2 separate regions of the Sus scrofa genome follow, and region 1 is linked to region 2. The links are chromatin contacts, called in public HiChIP or PLAC-seq maps. All regions are on one chromosome and are shown on one strand. The core of a region is the stretch at or near the end of the contact, and the rest is flanking DNA. Distances in the headings are between cores, read along the strand shown.

Evidence for each region. HiChIP or PLAC-seq counts read pairs in DNA pulled down with a chosen protein or histone mark.
Region 1: an H3K27ac HiChIP or PLAC-seq map of skeletal muscle shows a contact between it and region 2, with 10 times the contacts expected there. The contact joins two enhancer-like sites. A contact is called at or near these places in 2 of 47 Hi-C or Micro-C datasets (both in skeletal muscle) and 1 of 2 datasets of contacts at active chromatin or transcription factors (skeletal muscle).

What each region holds. Positions count from the first base shown.
Region 1 is chr1:28,533,259-28,537,065 of Sscrofa11.1, forward strand. No RefSeq gene overlaps it. Among named protein-coding and RNA genes, the nearest start is that of AHI1, 31 kb to the right of the region's middle. Within about 2 kb of position 1,458, at least 4 of the 83 cell types and tissues checked have an H3K27ac peak or open chromatin away from gene starts, as enhancers often do. A contact at or near this core is called in skeletal muscle, where this site is marked.
Region 2 is chr1:28,007,059-28,011,280 of Sscrofa11.1, forward strand. It overlaps PDE7B (cAMP-specific 3',5'-cyclic phosphodiesterase 7B), which reads right to left. Exons shown (of 14, transcript XM_021087561.1): 5 at 1,115-1,266. Among named protein-coding and RNA genes, the nearest start is that of MTFR2, 100 kb to the left of the region's middle. Within about 2 kb of position 2,238, at least 3 of the 83 cell types and tissues checked have an H3K27ac peak or open chromatin away from gene starts, as enhancers often do. A contact at or near this core is called in skeletal muscle, where this site is marked.

The DNA of each region.
Region 1 (3,807 bases), core at 208-2,707, 530 kb after region 2:
TCAGGATACCTTTTCCCCTGTAATTCACTGGTCTATACAATCTAGCCAGGTGACAATATCCCCTGCTCTCCCACTTCCATAGTTTTGTTTACACATTATTTCCACTCAGCATAAAAATAAATTATCATATGGGATGAGCACGCCAAATTGTGAAACATAATCATGGTCTTCTTTTTGTGATTTTAACAACCATAATACTGATTTCAAGGAATTTTATTCTTTCCTTAAAAAGTTGGTAAGAATACACACATTCAGACAGAATCTCCCTTTAAAATTTGCCTCAAATATAAAAGAATTATCTAACTCTTCAAATACTTTCCTCTTCTTTCCTTGTTTTTCAAAGATGTCCATGTGCCTCCTCTCATTCTGAAAAAACCCTGCCATCCCACTAACTTGTTTAAATCTTATCTCCTTTCCTGATTACCTCAAGAGCAGGGTTTCTCAACCTTGCCACTACTGTTGATATTTGGGGATAGAGAATTCTCTGTTGGGGTGGGACCCTCCTTTGCATTGTAGGATATTTAGCAGCATCTCTGGCCTGCTCACACTAGATTCCAATAGCACCCCTTCCTCGTTTCTCCACCCCACCAGAAATGACGGCCAGAAATGTCTCCAGAACTTGTCAAATACCCTCGTGGGCAAAACAGCCCCTGATTGAGAACCACTGACCCATAAGACACCTACTTTCCTTTGGGCCAGAAGTAACATCGAGGGCCTCCTGTTACTTTGCCAGTGAAAAGCTTTCACCATAGCTCACTTTCTGTTTTCTCACCTCCCTTTTTTCCCTGAGTGAAGGATGAGAAAAACAGGAGATTTTAGAAATACAATAGATTAATCACATTGTCCTTTGTTTGGTTGAAGAAGAATTATTCAGCACAGCTGTTGTGTTAATATTTCCACAAAACCTGCTATGTATTAGAGGAGGGAAACAATTATACAGATTAATGTATTCTTGTTCTACTATCTCATTGGTTCCATGGTAAAGAAAATGAAAATCTCTCTTAAGAGCTTCCTAATGAAACCTGTGATTCACCCTTTCTCAATCAAGAATAGACCTCATAATCAAATGAATAAAAAAGTTTTTCAAAATGAACAGCAATGTTGCAATGAAGCAAAATCTAGAAACATGAAATACAAATAACCTGTGCTAACACTTGCATGCTGTTGGCTGCTGGTGTGCAGCCAAAATGTCACTGTCGTACTTGGAATGACTGAGAAGTGAAGTCAGCTCTTGATTTTCCAAACTAACAGACAAATATATCTGACCTAGAAGGTCATCAATCTTCATCCATAAACTCAGGTTGCGAGAAATTGTCTTCTTTGACTCAATTTAATTTCCATGTTAAACTCTGATGTTGCAGGAGGAGCAAAAGGTCGTGAAAATTCTATTCAATAAATTTAGAACTCTTCTCTCTCAAAACTCTACCTGGGAATTTTGCCACTTCTCTGGGTTTCTGTCAAAGCAGGGCCGGCCAGACTGGCTGTACCATGGAGGGAGAGAAGGAGGAGTACAAACGGAGGCCTGAGGGCTATAGTTCATCTCCCCGTCTAGCACCCTCACACCACACACCCCTGCCAGCTTCCCCTGGATCTACCCAGGCCTACCTAGGCATGGCAGTGCAGCCCACACACCACATAGTAGAGGCCAGAGAAGGTGCAGAAAGCTTCCTGGGTCCAGTCAGAGAACCTAAGAAAGATGCCCTCGCCAGGCCGCCAGCAGTTCAGAAACCCTCTGTCTAAGGCCCATCCATTTGTATTGCCATTACCCTCTCTCTTTCAATTTTCCCTTTCTTTCCTGTATATACTCTGGAGAATCTTTCCTTCTTCAGAAGCAAAAAGCAACCCTTACAAGTGGTATTTCATGCAAATAATTTGTCCACACCCAGAGGCGTGCCATCACTTTAAAGGTGTGGGTCTCTTTGGTTTCTTTATTTTGTTTCCTACCATGTCACAACCTTTCCCTAGGTTACTAAGCAAAAACATGCTTTGCAGCTTAAGTGGCAGGGTGTGGATTTAATAAGAAAAAAAATAGATTTAAATTTCTAAAAATATTAAAATCAAAATATTACATGTATTTATAGTCTTATTTGACTGTAAGTTTATATTTGATATTGAAGCGTCTATACAAGATAAAGCATGTAGTATATGGGTAATTCCAGTACGAGAATATAAAAATCCTAAGTCCTGAAGACCCCTGGTATTTATACCTAGGGAAGACATAGACATGTAATAAAAGTGAAAGTCTTAGACACTAATTTCATCTCTTGAGCTTCTAGGATTTCTCCCAGAACAGGACAAATTCAGGTCTTAGAGGGCGCTATTAGGATGGATTTTGCATCTTCTGCCAGGTGTCTGCTGTTTTCACCATAAGGCAAAGATCTTGGGAACTAATTAATCCTGTTCCCTCCACACCTAAAGCGGGATTTCTTCAAAATGACTTTATCCCTTAAGTTTCTTTGGCTACAAGCAACAAAAACCAATTCTAGCTAATTTAAGATTTTAAATAAGGTATTGACTTCAAGAGCTGAAAATTCCAGAGCTGGAATGGTTTCAGACAAATCTGTCTAGGACTTCATCTTTAAGGGTCTTGACATCCTCAGGTTCTCACCTGAGGCAGTGGCTTCCTCAACTGCTCACACAAAGGTCTAGATCTTTAATCCTGGGTCTTGTGCTAAACTTGCCTTGCAATCATGGGAACACAATCATACTCTGACAGTCTTAGGCAAGGGATAGCAAACTTTTTCTATGAAGAGCTAGATAGTAGATATTTTTCACTTTGCAGGTCATATGATTTCTATCATAACTACTTAGCCCTTGTAGCACAAAAGTGGCCTTACATATATGAATGAGTATGGTGGTGTTACCATAAAACTTTATTTACGGACCCTGAAATTAGAACTTTATATAATTTTCATATATCAGGAGATGCTATTCTTTAGATTTTTTTTGCAACCATTTGTACAAATGATTCTTAACTCATAAGCTTTTATAAAACAGGCAACATGCTTGACTTGACCCCATGGGCAGTAGTTTGCCCACCTCTGCTCTGAGGAACCCACCTTACTTGAAGCTCATAGACTGAGAATGAAGAAATAGATCCCTCTAAGCAAATACGTGCTGGGCAAGAAATACAACATACTTACACCCGACCATCATGATGTGTCACAATTTTAGGCCAGGAGAGCTTGACAAGTCATTGTGCAGTGAACTCATAGCATTCATCCTAAAGCTAGAAGCATAACAAATGGCCCACCTCCAGCTCCTCACTGCTGCTCTAAACCCCCACTGCTCACTACTAGAGTTTTCCAGGAAGCAGAGCCCATCCAAAGGTATATTTTCTGTGGCATCAGCAAAACAACCAAGTCACCAATCAGGATAGCTCTGCACATTCTGGACATGGACCACATGGGCAGTGCCCATTTGCGTGTTACCGACGCCAAGAAATCATATGGTTTGGGGCTAATCCACATATCCTTGCATTTATTCAACAAAGAGCCAGTTAGTGATCACCTATTGTTCTAGACTCTGGAGATACAGCAGAGAACAGAAGAAGAAAAAACCCCACTCTCCTGGAGCTTATTAATTAATTAAAAATAAATGGAGGGAGTGCTCCTGGTGACTCAGGGGGTTAAGGATCCTTCATTATCACTGCTATGGCTCTGGTCACTGCTGTGGTGAGGGTTCAATCCCTGAGCTGGTAACTTCTATATGTTGCAGGTGCAGCCAACAAAAAAATTGTAAATGAGGATTTAAAATAAAAAAAAAGGAAATGGGGAAAAAAGAAAAATAAAGCAGGGAAAGGAGTTA
Region 2 (4,222 bases), core at 988-3,487:
CGCAGATCCTTAACCCACTGAGCAAGGCCAGGGATTGAACCTGCAACCTCATGGCTCCTAGTCGGAGTCGCTAACCACAGAGCCACAATGGGAACTCCTGCTCATTTCTTAATAGTATATGCCATTGGAATGTATTTCTTTTTTTTTTTTTTTTGTCTTTTTGCTATTTCTTTGGGCCGCTCCCGCGGCACATGGAGGTTCCCAGGCTAGGGGTCAAATCGGAGCTGTAGCCGCTGGCCTACGCAAGAGCCACAGCAACGCGGGATCTGAGCCGTGTCTGCAACCTACACCACAGCTCACGGCAACGCCGGATCGTTAACCCACTGAGCAAGGGCAGGGACCGAACCTGCAACCTCATGGTTCCTAGTCTGATTCGTTAACCACTGCACCACGACGGGAACTCCTGGAATGTATTTCTTAATAGTACATAGATGCATAATATTCCTTAGCATGTGAACTATAAGATATTATCTTTGACTTCTGTTTAAACTGAGGCAGTTTATTCTTGAAATTTAAATTCCTTTGGGAGTTTGGGCTAGAAATAACCTGTGAACTTCTCTTAGCTTGTCACACCTTAGATTTCTACCCTCTGTTGGATCAATACATTGCAGCAGTAATTGTAAAATTAGTAAACATTATTTGGATGAATTAAAAATTATAAAAAACCCCCCAATGCACTATATTGATAGTCTGAAGTGAAATTAAGAGTTGGTAATTACTGGGTTAATTTCAGAGTAGCTACAATGGTGAGGTAATTCAAAGTGTTAAAAAAAATGTAATTATTCCTTCATTGGAAATAGATCAGTCCAAAATATTGTTTCACTTAGTGGTGTAGAAATATATCGTGCACATGTATAAAAATGAAAATAGCTAGCATGTGCTGTTTTAAGTGTGTAAGCATGTTAAGTGTATCAGCATGCTTTTCCTTATATAATTCCTGCACTACCTCTATGGGGTGAGTGTTTCTATTAATTTCACTTTATATTTAAGGGAAAAGTCCAGATGTGTTGAAGTCAGAGGCACAGAGCTCCTCAGTGGTAGAAAGAGGACTTGAACCCAGGTGCTCTCAGCACCCTTGGCTGGGTGCGAGGTGACAGAGGGGCAACCAGCTCACCCTTGCTTGTCCAAGGTAGTCTTCATCCAGCAGGTGGAGGGGGGCTTGTGGGATAATTCCACGAAGCAGCCTTGATGCATGGAAGTATCTCTGAAAGCTTAACAGTCTTTTCACCTTTTTCTTGGTGCCAATTTCCCCTGAGTGTGTTGTATCTGTGGAAAATAATCAAATTCAGAAGTTATATATTTAAAAAGCCCAATTTTTCTCCACTCTGTAAAAATACAATATACTATAAAGGAGAGAAATGTAAAAGATGCTCTCAATTTTTTTTTTTTTAATGGTCATACCCACAGTATATGGAAGTTCCTGGGCCAGAGATTGAATGTGAGCTGCAGCTGCCTGCAACGCCAGATCCTTTAACCCACTGTGCCTGGCAGGGGTTTGAACCCGCACCTCTACAGTGACCCAAGTGCTGCAGTCAGATTCTTAACCCACTGCACCACAGTGGGAATTTCTCAATACTTTCTCAAATACAGATCATTTAGGCCTGCACTTGGAATTCTTCCAGAACAAAAATATTTCTTATATGTTAACTTTCATTAAAATGTTGAGATATATGTGTAACTGGGTCACTTTGCTGTACAGCAGAAATTGACAGATCATTGTAAATCAACTATAATAAAAATTTTTTTAAAATGCTGAGATAGTTCTGACTATAATTTTGGAAGACATGAAATATACAAATTAAAGACTGGTCAGTCTAGTGAGTGAGTTCACTACTTCTGCATGCACTTAAGGAATAGTTATGCTTTTTTTCTGCTATACTGGAACTGAAGTTCCAAAATTTAGACCATGGTATCTTCCTACACTTTCCCTGGTCTGATGATATCATTCACCTGAATTAGAAGAGTTGAGAACACACGAGCTTAGACATGAGGAAATGTTTCTTAAGGTCCCAAGAACATCGGCAGCAAAGGAATTAAAAATCTCAGCACAAAAGTGACCTAGATTCTGGTGACATGAAGCAGAGAGGGTGTTTATTTTCTAATGGAGTATATTCTCTTTCACTGGAGGCCGTAAAAATCCGATCCTGTCAGTAGAGATATTTTAATACTCCTATCACATGTGCCTTTGAAAACTTGACTGTTGACATCATGGTCATTGTCCAGAAATACCCCAAGCACATTATTTGAATGTCTGTCAAGGTATGTCTTATCTCAGCTGAAATTCTATGACTCACTCAGCCCCATGAGTGACGTCTGCTGCCAATTTTGGATTTGGAGTCAGTTGAACAGTTCTAGTAGGAATATGCACAGTTCATATATTAAGAAATTTGGTTTCTCTCATGCTGCCTCCCATCTTCCTCTTTCCTCTAGAAAATCAAAATCACAATGGATTTTAGAAGCAGAGGAATCAATGTGGCAACCTTCTTAGCAAGGTGGCACTCCTCAGTGGCAGGGCATGACCCAAATCAGTTCTTTATTTAGGTTGTTTTATGCATCTAAGATTTAATCAGGGCAGACAAACCCTACCACTTTCTGAAAATGCCACCTGATTGAATTTCTTTTTATTTTAAAATGGTTCTAGAGTTCATGTGTGGAATTATGTAAACAAGAACACAAAGAGATAAGAGGAGTAAACTGAAGTTGGGTGCTTAGGTGAACATCAGTATTAAAAATGGTATATGATATGTGGACTCAATCCTACTGATGGGTTCTCTCATATTCTATGTTTATCAAGTCAAAGTACAGGATGAAATGACCTATTCCTTTAAAATAATGTTTTGAGTGTTCCTAAGAGACAGGCATGTTCTAGATGCTTGGTGAGATCCTTCAGTTCTAGATCCTCCAATGAGCAAAACAAAGATCCTTGTCTTCAAGAAGTTTGCACTGCAGCATAGATAGAAAGAACCAATAAACATAAAGGAGAAGTAATTCATAAAGATGAGTTAGAAGCTGGTAAGGGCAATGGGAAAAAAATGAAAGCAGGGGAATGCAGGATCTGGCCTCGTTAGAGGTACAATTTGATCAAAACTTGAGGGACGTCAGGGAGCTGTCCAACCAGATATCTGGGAAAATGCCTTTCTTACAGAGGAACTAGCTCTGATCACCCTAGAGTGGGATTGTGCCTGGCTTTCTGGTACCTGGGATGAGCAGAAGTTCAGTGTGGGTGGGAAGGAGGGAAAAAGGGAGGAGTGAAGAATGAGGTCTTAGAACAAAGCAGAGGTGGGTGTGAGAATCATTGCCAAGCTGTTGCAATGCTTTGAGCTCTACTCTCAGTGAAATGTGGAACCACTGCAAAGTTTTGAGGGGAAGAGTAATATGGAAGGACTTAACATTTAAAAAGGGTCACCATGGCTTCTGAGTTGAGAACAGATTATGGCAGCAAGCTTTGATGCAATAAGACCTGTTATGAGGATACTGGAATAATCCAGGTTAAAACTTGGGGGTAGCAGTGGAGGGTGTAAAAGTGGACGGATTCTGAATATATTTTGAGGACCTCAAAGTTTTTGGCTTGAGTAACTGGGGGAATGGAGCTGCCATCACCTGAGTTGGGGAAGGCTACAGGTGGAGTGGATGTCAGGTGGATTTCAGTTTTGTGCATGTTGAATTTGTATGTCCATTGGAGAGTCAGGTGAAGATGTCAAGTAGAAATAAGTGGACATAAAACCCAGGGCTTGGGAAAAAGACTGGGTTTGAGATATACATTTGGGAGTTGTCAGATGAGATTACCTAGGGAGTGAGTATAGATACAGATGACAAAAGTGTTCTGATGTCTGAGTTCTGGAGTACTTCAACTTAAAAAGGGTGTGGAGAAGAGTAGAGAGAATCAAAGGAGACTGAGAAGAAGCATCCTGTGGGGATGGAGGAAAAACCAAGAGAGCATCATCTCCCGGGAGTCTAGTGAAGACAATATTGCAAAAAGGAAGGTGTGATCCTCAGTATCAAATGCTGCTAACAGATCAAGTAAAGTCCAAGAATTGACCATGGGTGTATCAATATGTCAAAATTCATTGAACTATGTGCTTAAAAGAGCATATTTTATTGTATACTCAGCAACAGCAATACTCAGTAGCAACAAGCATATCTAGCACTAAATTTTATCATTTAAATTCAATCTATCACTATAAGGAACAAAATAACCTTGGCAAAATGGCCAAGTCTAGGA